Regions from separate parts of the Solanum lycopersicum genome. Here region 2 is linked to region 1. A link is a contact called in public HiChIP or PLAC-seq data. All regions are on one chromosome and are shown on one strand. The core of a region is the stretch at or near the end of the contact, and the rest is flanking DNA. Distances in the headings are between cores, read along the strand shown.

The links. HiChIP or PLAC-seq counts read pairs in DNA pulled down with a chosen protein or histone mark.
Region 2: an RNA polymerase II HiChIP or PLAC-seq map of leaf shows a contact between it and region 1, with 7 times the contacts expected there. The contact joins the enhancer-like site here to the promoter of LOC101268508 in region 1. A contact is called at or near these places in 6 of 8 Hi-C or Micro-C datasets (leaf and leaf mesophyll) and 1 of 1 datasets of contacts at active chromatin or transcription factors (leaf).

The regions. Positions count from the first base shown.
Region 1 is chr1:72,575,494-72,578,193 of SLM_r2.1, forward strand. It overlaps LOC101268508 (zinc finger CCCH domain-containing protein 34), which reads right to left and starts at 1,259. Exons shown (of 7, transcript XM_004229157.5): 1 at 691-1,259; 2 at 403-548. The coding sequence starts at 784.
Region 2 is chr1:72,615,017-72,617,716 of SLM_r2.1, forward strand. No RefSeq gene overlaps it. Among protein-coding and RNA genes, the nearest start is that of LOC101249204, 22 kb to the right of the region's middle. Within about 2 kb of position 1,320, at least 2 of the 2 cell types and tissues checked have open chromatin away from gene starts, as enhancers often do. A contact at or near this core is called in leaf, where this site is marked.

The DNA.
Region 1 (2,700 bases), core at 9-2,508:
CAGTTCATAAAACCCAACACAACCAAATGCATGTTAAAATTCCCAGTCTAGGCCACATATTAAACTAAAAACCAACAACACCAAATCTGAACAAAAGAAAGATCTCTTGAATCAACAGAGGTGACTGCAGGATTTTAAGTACACCCACCCACTACTTAGTGCAAAATACAACTCAAAGCAATGCTTAGAAAGATTTTAACAACATGATTCAAAAATGTCCAACAAAAAATAAAGGATCAAACTTTACACATCTTGAACAAAACCCACTGGAGAAAAACCCATCAAATCATAAGATCAACCCAAATTGGGCACATAAAAATCAGTGATCAAGCAAAATAAACCCTAAAAATTCAATCTTTTTTCATACCCCCAAAATAAAAGTTGCAAAAAAAAGTCATTTACCGAAGTACGGTCTCGTGGATGATTAAACCGACACCTCACACCATAACCACAGAAGCCAGTACGCAAGTAATAGATACAATCAGGCTCGTTAGGCCTTTCTGGGTAGGGTTCTGGTCCAGTACCAAGTGATAACTGCCACATAGGTTCTGCATTAAGGAAACCAACACAAAAAAAAAAGGATCGTTACAAAAACCCACATTACCCAAAATTGATAGCAGCAATTGGGGGTGAAATTCAAACGAAATTCACATGAAATTCAAATGTAGCAAACAAGTTTCCACAACTCACCTTCAAGCCCCGTCTCTCCGCCTGGAACAGCCCATTCAGACACCGGATCCACCGGTTCACCCTCCATTGCTTGGGTCCCACTGTACCTCTCCATTTTTCCTCCTCCTCTCTCTCTCTCTGTACACAAACCTATATAGATGTATCTCTCTATATATGTACGACTATACGTATATATAAAATAAAATATGTATGAACAGAAGTGAAGAAGAAGAGTGTCTGTTTGTGAAAGTAGTGTGTGTATGTGTGAATGAAGCTATGGAAAATGGTTTTGATCAACTGTGAGGTTGGTATGGGGGGGGGGGGGTTGGTGGTTTTTAGAGAGAGAAAAGTAAAGTAAAGGTTTGTTCTTTTTCCTAAAGTAGTTTCTCTCTCTATATCTCACACTCGTCACTCTATGTGTTTAGTTTGATTTTTGGTTTTCTCTCACCAAATAGCTTTTGTATCTATTCTATTTTCTCTCTTTCTGTGTGATTTTTTTTTCCCTAGGGGTAAGGCTGAGGGGGGTGGGGATGGCAGGGTAAGGGGTATAGGTGAAGATGACTGTAAAAGTCATTATGATTTTTAGTTCTAACTTTTAGGAATCAATTGCGTATCTTGTTCGGTAAAGTATATAAGAATAATAATAAATACAGTTTATATCAGTTATATTTACGTCATATGTGTCGAGGTTATATCTTGTACATGTTTTTGATTTAATGTATTAAGAATAGAAATAATTTCAGAGAACTTCACAAATATGGTGAAAAAGATTTGGAGGGACAATTGTGTTTTTAATCATGATAATGCATGCATGCATTAGTTATACTTAGATTGAAACAATGTAGCAAAAAAATATTAATTATACGCAAAATTAATGTATGTATTTTTTTAATATATTCTATCAAACAATTTTTGGGATTAATAAGATTCCAATTTTATTGTCTTTTTTCTATTATTAGAATTTTTTCCAAAGAAAATTTTTATACGTATAAAAAAAAAGTCATGTTAGATATTCTATACAAACAAGCAACCTATTATGAACAAAATAAATCGTAACGGTTGTAAATATAATTGTATATTATTATATTTTTTGGTAAACTAATATAACTATTTTTATTTATTCTATTTTATAATTTTTTAATATTTGAGGTTATTTTATTATTTTGTTTTGGGTTTGTTATTTTTTGTGTTTGTTTGTTTAAGTACGCGTTAAATATATATTAAATGTGTAAAACTGTAAATATCTTATTTTAGTTACCGTTATAATGCACTTAATAAGTAGTTTAAGTTAAATGACTTTTTTGTCCTTCAAACACCTATGAGGATATAGTAAAATCTGTAAAAATTCATATATAATTTGTTTCGCACTTAGTAAGTAGTTTAAGTTAAATTTCTTTTTTTTTTTGTTCTCTCTAATCAAACACTAGTGAAGATAATAATAGAACAATTCAAATCTTCCCAAATCATGACGTTTTTTTTCTTTCTTTCCCCATTTTCCCCTATACTACTTAAACTAACAACAATTTTTTTTTTAAAAAAATTGTATTCAATTGTTAGTTTTATTGATTGATTAATTCTTATGATTTTAATATTTTCAAATGAAAAGATTTATACTATTTTTTTTATCATTATATTTTGCACATGTATATTGTAAGTGTGTATTGAATCATATATTATATTACTTTATAATTTTTCATAAGATAGAATAAACTGCATCAAATTTAGATACGATAATTGTTTCGTACTTAATAAGCAATTCAAAAGTTAAATTTTTTTGGGTCCTTCCTCTTCAAATACATGTGAGAATATAATAAAATGTGACAAACCTTCTCACATAACAAAACTATAATTGATTGATTTTTTTGATTTTAAGATTTCAAGTAGGATGATTTATATACTTCACACTTGCATTGCACATGTATGTAAAATCATATAGTATGTTATTATGTAATTTTTCTATAGTATATAATAAAATGTGTTAAATTCGAACATATTTATTTCACACTTTATAAGTGTCATGATTCAAAAGTT
Region 2 (2,700 bases), core at 70-2,569, 40 kb after region 1:
AAGTTAGTAAAAATAATAATTTAACTACACATTTAACCGTTTTGATCCATTTAAGTTTGCAAAAATCAACACTTTAATCTCCGAAAAAATATTTATCGAACTTTATATGTTGAGAATTTTGAGGGAAATTGTGAAAAAAAAAAAGATAGTGAGAATTTACAATTTAAGGTATATATTCCAAAAATAAATAAATATGAAATAGTGGGGGATAATTGAGGAAAAATGATCAACTTCATAACGTTAGAAAATAATTTTTCAAACACAAAAATTGAGGAACTCAATCAACTAGATAAAAATATATTAGTGTCGCATAAAATTTGATATAAAAATATTTTTTTTCCATTATTTTTATTTATACTGTTCAATTATAATTTGTACTTTTAAATTTTTATTTCATAATAAATAAATAAATAGGAAAAACTGGCGAATTCTCATTTTTATTTAAAATCTCTAAAAATAATCATAATATTTACGCAAAAATAACCGACAAGTTTCGTCTATCGTTTTCCTAAAATAAATTATTAAAAAAACCATTGACTCTCTAATACTATCCCTTGATTTCCGTCCGTTAATATTTCACTTGTTTTTAGTAGTTAAAATATTTATAGTTTTTGTCATTTCTAATTCATTTTAAAGTAGAGTGTATTTTTTCTTAGGTATAATAATTTGAAAAAATTACTTTAATGATTACATTTTAATAAATAATTACTAATTTTAGTAATACTTTTCATTTATTATCATTTATAGCAATAAATAACAATACTATAATCAATCTGTAACATGTATTAAAAATGAATTATGCATGCAATATATATATGTATTAAACTTGTATTATATGTGTTTAATAAACTGTTTTCTGTAATATGAATTAAAGTTGTATCATAAACATATTAAAAATGATTAAGTGAAAAAAAATATTACTATTATAAATGATAAATATTTTCTTGATATGATATTATTATGTAAGTTTCCCTAATAAATTTCTGCTAATTATATTTAGTGTCTAGTGTAGTATTTTATATCGCATATTCTAGGACTTACCATTACTTTATAATTTATCTTTTACTATGCAAAGTTTAACAAAAAATTTTAAATACTAAAAATATTAAATTTTGGCAGAGTCAAAAAATTAAAATTATTAAGTGTATATTTAAGAAATCATTTTTTTTAGTTTGTGATAAAATTTAAAAGATCAAAATTGTTACGAGCATTAATAATTATTTTTTTCATACGTCGACAATTTTTTTGATGGACGACAATATTATCCCTATTTTGTCGGTGTTGTTGGTAAAGGGCCCACATTAATTCATAAATGCTCCCATTCAACAGACATCTACCACTAGGGCCCAGGCCCAACTTCACCTCATAGGCCCAATAATCTTTTTATAACCTTATTTTGTACTTTTGATTAATTACCAAACTGTCGGTTTAAACGATTTGGTCGGGCAAGTTTACATATTTGATCGAAAACGCAAAAATAAATTATATTTTGTTAATTATATTCATAATAGTTTGTATAATAAGTATTTATGTATTTATTGATTTGATGAATGAATATTTGTATTTATTTCACATTTTCTTTAAATGATTAAGTTCAAATTTCATTAGGGAGTCCTCCTGTCCTATAGGCCATGAAAAGACCTTTATAAATCTTTATCAGAAGAATTTATTCAAACAAATAGTAATAATTATGTACGGTTTAATGATATGACATTTTACTTAAAAGACACATTTCCACCTTCATTTAGGGCTCGTTTCGTCATGCAATATGATATTATAATAAGAAATTATGAAATGAAATTGATGTTTTGTTTGGACATGCGATATGAAATTTTGTGTAGTATATTTTCTCATATAAATATTTCATAAGTTATAAAACTATTAAAATAGCTCTAATTGTTTATTCAGTCTTATCAAATAAACAAAAATTTATAAAATCGCATAATAAATTATTACAAAGCTATTTGTTTTCCACTTAAGTAATTGTTTCATCTAACTTTAATTTATTAAAAAGTTGGACATAAATTGTAGTTTACTAGTCTTTAATATAATCCTTCCACACAGTATGGGTAATTTCCTCAAGTTGAACTTGCATTTCTCAGTCATGCGACCGAGAAGACGAACCAATATTGTTACTTTGAGTGATTTGTTGGTCAATATCATCTACAACTATATTTTCATGCTCATAGACCATAAATACTTCATCACTCTAACACTCGGTTGATGTGAGTTAAAGTGACTATATGTTGGTGAGAATAATAAATTTTAAAAAGTAATAATGTGATTATAAATTTTATTTACATATGAAATAAATGATTAGTAGATATAAATGTGGATTGTGTTAATAAAATATAAACTCGTGGATCAATTTTCTTTATTAAAATATCTCAAATTATGATATGAAATTACATGTAATTTCATATCATGGTTTTGGAAGAATATAGAATCACATCTCATGATATGGAATCATGAGATGGAATCAGCCTAAAATCACATGTTCAAACGTTGATTCCATCTCACGGTACCATATCGTATTATGGTATCGCATGACCAAACGCCTACTTAGAGGTGGGTTGATGTTACAAACTAAGGGATCGTTTCGACATAGTGTATAAAAATAATGATATGTTTGCATTATTTTTTTAGTAAACTTTGTATGCATTTATCTTTTTTTGTTTACTCTGTTAAACTTACACACTC